Regions from separate parts of the Mus musculus genome. Here region 2 is linked to region 1. A link is a contact called in public promoter capture Hi-C data. All regions are on one chromosome and are shown on one strand. The core of a region is the stretch at or near the end of the contact, and the rest is flanking DNA. Distances in the headings are between cores, read along the strand shown.

Region 1 (5,216 bases), core at 1,895-4,394:
TCAAGGTTTATCTTGCCACTCTCTGACCATGGGTCCCTGACCCCAGTGACTCCTCTTTACCTGCTGTCTGCTTTCTTATCAAACATCTTCACCATCGCCTCCTTCTAGAGCTCTATCTAGCTCCTCACCCAGCCCAACCATGACCCCCTGGAAATTCTCCTTTCCAGTGGCGCCCCTCCCATTCAGGATGTGAGGTTTAGCTGCAAGCTCTGGCCCAAGGGGGCTGTCACTTTAGACTCCATCCTCCAGTATCCCTGGCCCAGCTGCCGCCCCTGATTACCCCCAAATCCCAGCCAGCAGCGCTGGGACCAAGCCCAGGCTGTGCGTGCCTAAGTGGCCCAGCCAGAGATTAGTTAGGGGGCTTGAGGAGGGTAAGGAGGTAGGAGGTGGTGGTTGGCACAAGGGTTGTGGCTGGTCTAGACCAAGAGAGAGAGAGAGAGAGAGAGAGAGAGAGAGAGAGAGAGAGAGAGAGAGAGAGAGAGGTGTAGCTGTAATCCTTCCCTGAGGCAGGATAGAGCTGAAAAGTCCCACAGGACCCCCGCCCCTGCCCTCCCCCAGCTAATTAGTAATTAGTGATTAGTGATTAGTGACTATTGATCGCCTGCTGTTTTTCCCAGTAGGCAGCTGCTTTGGCAAGGGGCAAGGAAGACAGAGATACGGAGGGAAAGGAGGTTGAAGATTGTATTGGAAAGATCCTGAGCAGCCAGTCCAGTCCAGAAGTCAGAGCCCTAGATGCAATGGAAACCAGGGGAACCAGAACGTGTGAGGAGTCTCAGGAGCTGGAAAGTAGAGGAAGAAGCAGAGAAGTCCTCGGGAAGGCAGGGCGGGCAGCATCGATGGTCAAGATTTCCCCAAGAGCCATCTCAAGAGCTGTGCCCATCAAAAGCTCAACCCAGTGTCAGCTTTATCTCATGCTCACTCCCAATTCTGGCATCAAGATATCCCTGGACGCAGGCACACTCAGGAGTGCACGTATGCGTTCACAATCAGGTGAGCCCTTCTGAGGCTCACAATCCGTGATTGCTGGCACTTGAAGCTATGAGCACACTCCCAGACCCAGATTCACAGGCAAAAAAACAGATGTGTTCCAGCATGCAAATACATCAGAGACCCCGGGGGGTGGGGGTTCTGTGCATGTGCACACGCCCCACTGTTTTTCTCCTAAGTCCATTGGAGAACAGATTTCCTTACATGACCCTATGCAAAGTAACAGGTATTCAGAAACCAAACATAAACATAGACCCTCACATGTCCACAGGCTGGACCAAATGCCAGATAGGCACTTCCCTGCTGATTCCGACATAGCCACCCCACAGCTGCAGCCTTCTCACAGGAAGACAGATTCCCATCTCTCCTATCATCCTCATGCTTACTCTCCCTCAAGGCTCTACCAGATGTTTCCTTCCTCTTCAGGGGGCAAAGGAAATTAAACCAGATCTGTCCACAGGGGAGTTAATTTGATGCGAAGAGAGTGGAGAAGGCTGGTGGGGGTGGAGGGAAGGATCAGGGCAATGTATCCTTCCTTCCTCTGTGACCCCAGGCCTTCACATACTGTGGTTTGTTTGGGGCTGGACCTTCTCCTGCAGTCTCCCTGGGTACAAACCAGGCCTCAGGTTCAAAGAAAGCTCTTGCCAAAGGCAGCATTTTTCACACTAGGGGGCTATTTTCTTTTCTTTCTTTTTTTCCATCCATCCATCCATCCATCCATCCATTCGTTCATTCTTTCTTATTTATTTATTTATTTATTTATTGCCCAGTTTCCGTTCTCTCAAGGTCACTAGGCAGATAGGCTTGGGAGAATCCAAGGGCTCTACTAACTGGCTCACTGGGGCAGTGTCTACCCTATTGTAGTTATGAGGACACCACACCAGGCCTGGGGTCCAAGCGTTTTGGAGGAGAATTACTGGTTTCTCTTAAAGACTGGGGATTGAGGTCCAAGAGTGAGGGCTTGTGGAGCCAACTGGTTGCCCTTAAACTGGGTAGGTCATAGTTGAGAAAGGAAGTTGGGGGCAGAGTCTAAACTACCCTTGTGGGTCACACTTCAGGGCACAAATAGATGGCAGTGCTTTGAAGCAGGCACAATCAACCATGCAAAGACAATGTCTCCACCATGGCATGCCAACATAGACATTCACCTTGGGTCCCAGTGCCTGGATTCCCTGGACACATGCATACAAGGGCTGGTTTTAACCCATACACTCCATGTCCGCACTGTGAGCCCATATGGGCTGAAGATCTCAAGGCAAGAGTCGGGCAGGATGAGCTCTGGGCCCTTTTAGCCTTTGGGTCTTCACCCAGAAACCCCAGGAAAAGAGACAGTGAGAAGGGTGGGGGCAGGAAGGAGATGTAAGGAGAGACTCCCCTCCCAGACAACAACCACCAGGCGTGAGAGGGGGGTGTGTCTGTGAGGTTATGCAGGGGAGATGGTGTCTCCGCGGGAAATGGGATGGAAGATTGTAGCCAAGTTCAGCCCTGCTGGTGTGGGTCCGTGTAAGCGCGTGTGCCTGGATAATGTATGCTCGGATCGCAGAGCTTACCTGGCATTGTGACAAGGAGAAGAGGAATGGGAAGGTGGAGGGTGAGAGGTGGAAGGACAGACAGACAGACAGAGGGAGGCAAGCGAGGTAGGTGCGGAAAGAAGGCTAGGCTAACACCCGCTGGCTTGTCTGTCTGTCTCGCACTCCTTCTCTGTCTGGCGCACTCGCGGGTCGCGCTTCGTCCCCTCCCCCCGTCGCGCCTGAATCCGACTGGAGCCGGGCCTCCACCCTGCACCTTCTTCTAACCCTCAGCCAACTTGCTGGGTGCATGCCAGTCCTAAAGCGGGCAGTCTGTCTGTCCACGTCCCCCACGACGCACAAAGTTGGGACGCTTAGTCCTGGGGGCGGGGCGGACGCGCGGAGCCCCCTGGCATGCAGTGTTCTTCGTGTCCCGGACCCCGCACCTTGGCTCTGCCACCCTTACCTTCCTAAGGAGCCAAGGACCAAAGAGCAAGAGGAGCCATTCCGGGAGCAGCCGCATCTTCCCGAGCGGTCGAGCGGGTCGGGCAGGGCGGGTCCCGAGTCCGGCAGGACTGGGCTCAGGGTGAGGGACGCCGGGCAGAGGGCGGCGGCGCGAGCAGCGGGAGCGGGCGGCTCGGCCCGCGGACTGAGCGCGGAGCGGAGCAAGGCGCTGGGGGCGGGGCGCGGGCGGGGGAGAAAGTTGGGTCTGAGTCGGGCGGGCGGGGTGGGGGGGCGGGGCTCCGCGGTGCTCCAATCCCGGCCGCGCCCCGCGCGCCCCCTCCCGCCCAGCTGGGGGCAAGGAAGGTGACTTTCACCGTGACACACCCTGGACACACCCCTGGCTCAGGTGTGAAGCTGGAGAGGGGCAAGGGGTTTGGGGAGCAGCACCCCAAAGACGCCAGGTCTTGGGGCAGATGAGGGCTACAATAGGGCGTGGGACTCTAGGCCCTGAACTGTGAGCGGGAAGGGGTCGTCGCGGAGCATGAGTTCCCATACACAGGCTAGGGAACGCAGCAGGACCCTGTCCTGTGATGCCCGAGGTGGATGGGTGGGGGGTGTTTCTATAATCCTGGCAGAGGTAGGTCTAGGGCAGTGATCCGGACAGGGACCGAGGTGAGGGCGGGCGGGGCCTCGGGCGACTAGCACTGAGCGCGGCGCTGACGGGGATGGATGGGCGCCCCGCGGCTCATTCGGCCTGGAGATGAGAATCATTGATCACGGACGGAAACCCCATCACGTCTGTCAATAGGGCTGACAAACGGCGCCCGCCGCCCTGTCCCCGCCCCGCGGCACCTCTGCGGCCCCCGGACCCCTTGGCTAAACCGGCTCTTTTAAGTTAGCCCCTGATCCGCACTGTTGACCCTGGCCTGATCCAGAGCACCCTTGTTTGGTGCTAGGCAGGAAGTCCTCAGTGCCTTCTGCCCCTCTTGGTACGAGCCCTGTGCTTTCTCTCCCACAATCCCATCTTCCACTCTCAGCTCTTCTCATCCCGTCCCCTTCCCTGTCTATCTCTGTCCTTGTCTCTCTCTGTCCCCAGCTCCAGCACGGTCTCTGTTCTCATCCTCAGGGCTGTTTCTTCGTGTTTCCTCCTCCCACTGGTCTTTCTCTCTCTCCCCTACCCAGGGAGTCTTCAGCTGTCAGCTGTTGCTATGCGCTGTGTCTGAGGCTGAGTAGGTAGTATGACCAACACCTAGACAGCAAGAGATAGGACCATGCAAAGAGATGAAGAGACAGACACACATCCCAAGGTGTGTCTCCAGTCTTACCCCACTGTAATAGTACCCTGCTACACTGTAGCAGTGAGGCCACTTCACATACAGACCAGCATACACAGAGGCACATAAGCACACAGAGACGGACACACATGATTTATACACACAGTAGCATACAGTGATATACAGAAACAGCTAGGTACCCAAAGTACCTCTTGCCTTGACAGAGGCAAATACCCACAGGGACACACACACACACACACACACACACACACACACACACACACAGGCAATCTGAAAGACAAGCCTAGGGATATGAAAATAACAGACACACAGGAAGTGACAGACACTGAAAAGAGGGTCAGGGAAAGGACAGGGGTGTACTTGGTGACACTCAAGGAGACAAAAACCAGGGAGCAGCGATTTGGGGTGCAGTCAGGGCTGAACGAATAAAGGCAGGATGAGACAAAGTGTCAGGGACAAGGCCAAATGGCTGGCCAGGGCTGACCCTAAGCAAAGGAGCTGCTTTAGTTCTGGGTGAAGGCAAAGGGTGGTCACACATCCTGGGTGCCTAGAAGCCCACGGCCAAAGTATCTATCTGTAGGAGACCTGACCCTCCCCATCACCATCGTTTTAGCTAATCTCAGGCCGTCCAATTCTCTCAGAGATTACAAGTGCATGCACACATACACACATGTGCACAGTACTTATCTCTGGGTCTTTGCCTCTGTCCCTGACTCTTTCCATCTAAGAATATCTGCTTTTCAATCTGATCTGAATCAGTCAGTGTCCTTTTTGGTTTTTGAGACTCCCTTGCATTTGGCTTGGTTGAAGATAGTGCACCCTTCTGGTCCTGGCCAGAGAGGGAGGGTGCTAACGAAGGGGTAGGCTTTCTAAAGCAGCAGTTGGGGGCCTGTCTTGTTCTACCCGAGATCTTGAGGTGACAGGCAGAGAATCAGTGGCTCCGGGGGGGGGGGGGGCTACAGATGCAGGCTGGCAGAAGGAA
Region 2 (4,975 bases), core at 831-3,330, 800 kb after region 1:
GAGAGAGAGAGAGAGAGAGAGAGAGAGAGAGAGAGAGAGAGAGAGAGCAAACTACTGTCTACTGTCTACTGAAGTTTGTTTACCTATAGGAGATAATGTTAAGACGATTCTAGAGCCCGAATTCTCCCACTTGATCTTGACCACCAGGGGGCACCGTTGTCCCTGAGCATTTTGAATCTTCCCAAGGTCACAATTATGTCAAGTCTTTTCTGTGGCCCCTTCCTGTTCTCATGCAGGTATATTTGGACCTAGAGTTTTCTTAGCTGTTATATTCATGCCAGTCTTAACTTTCCCACCTATGTTCAGAAAGAAACTGTAGGGCTAGGGGTGTGGTTTGATGTTTGAGTATTAGTAATAGCATGTTACAAACCGCATTCACTCCCAGCAATGAGGGACAGACTGATACAGACTCAGCTTTTGGGCGAAACCACTTAACCCCCTTCATCTCTGGGCTTTCACATTGATTTTATAACAATGGACATCAGGATTAAATAACTTCAAATAAATAAAAATTGGACGTTAAAGTACAGAATCCTATCAAGGGGCTTAAAAAGGATGGCATTCTCTCTGTAGTTATTAAAACTCCAGTTACCATTATGGCCACCCAATAATTGTCCCTTCAGCAGCCTCACCTGATGGGGACAGCCTCTGGTTACTTACGGCACTGGAGTTCAGGCCTCTGATCTGCTAGCTAGTCTCTGTGGATAATTAACTATGGGGGAAGGAACCAGGTCAGACTATTCTGGGGTTATGAGGAAACCCCATGTGAGATGCTAAATTGGGAGCCAATATTGATCAGTGAAGCTTTGAAGTCCCCGGGGAGGTGGTCTAAGGTTATTGCTTCTCAAGAGGCGCAGCTTCTCTTGATAAAGTTCTCTCATAAGAACTACCTGACTTCCAAGCTAGAACAACACTACTGGGCAGATATGAATATGTATATGAGAAAACTTGAGGAAATAGGGGTTTTCTTTCTCTTTTCCAAGTCTAAGCCACAAACTACATCCTCTATAAACAAGGACTATCTGAACTTGGCTTACATGGATACTGAGACCTCTGCACTTTGTTACTGTCATGTGGTGAGATAAAAGGATTGTACATTTGAGGCTTGGTGGTTACAGATAAGGTGCTCTGATCATTGGGTCAGCTTCTCTCCACCCTTAGGCCAATTTCACAGTAGGCACAGGAAAGTACAGAAGTTCTGAGGTGTTCTACCCCGGGGCATTTAAGAGTGATGTGTAAGATCATTAAATCCTTGTGTCATTCACTGCAATGTTTTCTGAGGGAGAAATAAGAGAGAGAGCCAAGTAGGATAAACGTCCTCGAGTCCTTTGGAAATACTGTGAATGATGGGACGAAAAGAGAGTGTCTAACACCTGATCTTGAGTGGAGAGTTGCAGCTCCTGATCCTGTGTCTGAGGTGGGCTGGCTCTATGGGGTTTTATGATATGGGGTTTTATGAAGAATGTCAGAATCATAAGGCCCAGGACCCAAAGACTGAAAGGTTCCTTCATATTAAGGGGGCTTTTGTAAGACTTAGACTCCATATAGTTCACAAACATCACTAAACATTCAGGCTTCTGGTTTTGCTCTTCTCCACATAACGGGGTCAGTATCTGTAATTTCAAGATTTCTTCTGTTCACAAATGACCATCAAGCAACTAACTCTGGCATCATAGCGGGCTTTCTGCGTGATGTCACCTCCACGGCCATGAAGTCATTAACCAAAGACATTCTTTAAGAAAGCATGCCAAGCAGGTAGAGGAAGTGCAATGGTCAGTTGCAGTGTTCAGTGACCTTCAAACGTCGCGTGCTGGAGCTTTATCTTCAGCATTCTCCGGAGAACCCGAAATGTGTTAAGGGCAAAGGGAAAAGCCAAAGAAGGAAGTTAACTGAGTTCTCAGGCACATCCTTAGACACCTACAATCCCTTTCCCACCCACTCCTAATTAGCCTAATCCGTACGGTCCAATCCTCCCCGCGATAACATCTGTCAAAGGCTCAGATCCCGCCCCTCTTCCATTTTGGGCCAATGGTCGAGGCCGGGGTGGGTCGCCGGAGGGGGGCGGGCTCAAGTTTCGGGCAGAGGGCGGGGCCTCGCCGAGGACCCTGGGCTGGGCGCCTGTGCCGGTTTGTCTACCCTTCCCCTCAGCCGCCTCCTTTCAACCTTGTCCGCCGGTTGGCGCGGTCTCCATCACAGCGGCGACCGCTCCTGTTGCAGCTGTAGCTCTCTCCCTTCGGTCCCTTCCCGCCAGGTCCCGGAGTTTCGCCCGCCATGGCTCTACTCACTGCAGCAACCCGGCTCTTGGGAGCCAAGGTGAGCTTAAAGGAGGGAGCGCGCCGTGGCGCGCGGGGTGGGGCTGAGGCGACCGCAGGGCCTCCGGCACCGGCTCTCCCTCCCACACCGGAGCGCAGCCCTCCGCGCCTTAAAGGGGCCCGACCCTGGCGAGCCGCCAACCCTTCCCAGAGCTCCTAGGCCATGTGCTGCGTGCCCTTCCGGCTAAGGTGAACGCTGCCGGCCCCGGCCTGCAGCCCCCGGCGGCCGGGAGGCCCGCCTTCTGTCATATCAAGTATCCAAGGTGCAAGCGAGGGATGCAGGGCCCTGGCTGCAAGGCCAGAGAGCAAAGATGTGGCGTGGTCCCCCGAATTAGGGAGAGAACTGTTGGAGGAGGAGTGGGGGATGTATAAATATGCTCACTTGGTCACTGGGGCTAATTTGGGCTCTGCTTTGTAGGGTGAGTCCTGTCAGGACCTGTTTCTTTCCTCACTGTAATTGAAGCCTGTAAGTGACCCCGCCGTTTTAGTTTTGTTAGGGGACTAGAGCCCCCCAGCTCCTCTTTGTCCTTGGGACTCCTGCACTTAATGTATATAGGAGGAGCTTGAATAGGGTGGGGCATTTCTGTTAAACCTGCTGATTATGTATCACATCAGGCTCTAGGTAGAACCAGAAAGGTTGTTCCTCCAAGCTACAGGCCAATAAATGAAGACAGGCGTGAGGTAGTAACACCAAGGTCACATGACTCAATTCTACTACCTACCAGGAGTACTTCCCCTTATTCCCTGGCGGCCCTTTAATTTGATGGTTTGCCTTTTGAATTCTGAAGTTCAAGTCCAAGTAGGGATAACTCTTAATTTCACGTTATCACTACTTTTTTGCTCAGCATAACTTGGGCCTTTAAACAGAGACCCAGCTATGCTGAGGGAATTTCAGCTCTAACCCAAGTGGGGACAGTCCCACAAATGACCTTGGCTTCTGTTTTAGTTTTAAAGGAACTAATAGGTTTTTCTCATCAGTAGATAGTTTGAAGCAAAGTACACCTGGAGGAAAGAAAAGACTTAGAATGGTATTAACTTTCTGTGTGAGATGCATAGTTGTCAGATGTACCACAAAACTTGTAGGGTTTATCTTGGGGCTTTTCTGTGTCTGGCAACAAGGTAGAGACTGGTTATTTGGTAGACACTTGTCTTACTTGGCTGTTGCTACTGCTGCTGCCAGGGAACTGGGTAAGGAAACCTCTTGGGAAATGAAGCAAGTTCTAGACGGTGTTTGGCAGAATGGTGGACCTATAATTAGATCGGTTCAGGAGCTGCTAACCCAGACCAGATAGTCTAACACAACAGTGAACTTGAAAAAGCCTTTGGTTTTACTTTTTTTTTAGTTTATCTTGCTTCATAAAGCCCTAGGAAATGTCATAATGCTTTGGGAGGGTGACTGGGCCACATTTGTGTTGTCATTCTTTACTTTTATGTTAGAAGTGAAGTTGAGGATCCCAGAAACTTTGCTAGTCTTTTGTACTCTGTTGGTCAAGTTGCTTGAGTTGCTTGAATCTCAGTGTGCCTTGCACTGAGCATGATGGTACGTGGCTGTAATCCCAACACTGAGGAAACGGAGACAGTGGGTACATAGTAAGTTTGAGGCCATCCTGAGCTACCTGCTTCTCCCAAGAGGTGAGGCTTACTCTTGAAATCAGCAAGGGCAGCCAGGTGGTGATGTCACACACCTTTGCCTGCAATCCCAGAGGCAGGTGGATCTCTGTGATCTGGAGCTGGAGACCAGCCTGGTCTACAGAGTGAGTTCCAGGATAGCCAAGACGACACAGAGAAACTTTGTATACAAAAAACAAAAAACAAAAAACAAAACAAAAAAACCCAAAACAACAACAAAAAAATCAGCAAAGCCCAGAAACAGGACATGGGGACTCTCAACTGTAAAACAAACACTGGGAGGCTTAGACAGGAGGATCATTACAAATTCAAGGACATCCTGGGCTTCACAGATGCACAGACTGCACAAGTGTGAGTGATTGCTGTGTAAGCATAAGGATTGAGTTCAAATCCCTACCTCCACCTAAAGGCCACGTTTAGTTACATCACCTATGACCCTTATTGTGCTGCGGTCGAGGGAAGAGTGGAGTCAGATGGAACCTCAGGGTATCCTTTGCCAGTCAGTCTGTCAGGAACCAGGTTTTAAGGAGACTTTCTATTCAGATTTTAATAATAAGGTGAAGACCAGTGGAGGAAGACACCTGAAGTCACAGACACACAGGGAATGAGAACAGCAACAATAAAACAAAAACACAAAACTGTCAAAGTCTAACAAAGTTAAGGAGTAGAACCTGGAGAGGGCCATGCAGCATAACTGGGAGTCTGGGGAGCCTTTCAGCATATCAGCATTGCTCTTATCTGCCTAAGCTTTCTAAATTAGACCCGTTCCCTTAGTCATTGGTGACCAGTTTTACTTTTTAATACTAAGAGACTTTAAAGACTGGTGGTGGTGCACATCTTTAATCTCAGCACAAGGGGGCGTAGAGGCAGGCTGATCTCTGAGTTTGAGGCCAGCCTGGTCTACAGAGTTCCAGGATGGAGGAAGCTACACAGAGAAACCCTGTCTCAGAAAGAAAAAAAAGTGGGGCTGGAGAGATGACTCAGCAGTTAAGAGCACTGATTGCTCTTCCCAAGGTCCTGAGTTCAAATCCCAG

Evidence for each region. Promoter capture Hi-C pulls out the DNA fragments that hold promoters and counts their contacts.
Region 2: a promoter capture Hi-C map of neural stem cells shows a contact between it and region 1. The contact joins the promoter of Cs here to the promoter of Nxph4 in region 1. A contact is called at or near these places in 7 of 39 promoter capture datasets (the 3T3-L1 cell line, the C10 cell line, cranial neural crest and 4 more), 2 of 115 datasets of contacts at active chromatin or transcription factors (T-cell acute lymphoblastic leukemia and large pre-B cells) and 1 of 9 other capture datasets (adipose tissue).

The regions. Positions count from the first base shown.
Region 1 is chr10:127,531,415-127,536,630 of GRCm38.p6, forward strand. Nxph4 (neurexophilin 4) reads right to left here and starts at 3,145. Exons shown (of 2, transcript NM_183297.2): 1 at 2,962-3,145. The coding sequence starts at 3,018.
Region 2 is chr10:128,335,647-128,340,621 of GRCm38.p6, forward strand. Cs (citrate synthase) reads left to right here and starts at 2,081. Exons shown (of 11, transcript NM_026444.4): 1 at 2,081-2,313. The coding sequence starts at 2,272. It overlaps Gm51822 (a long non-coding RNA gene), which reads right to left. Exons shown (of 2, transcript XR_003949053.1): 2 at 1,493-4,975.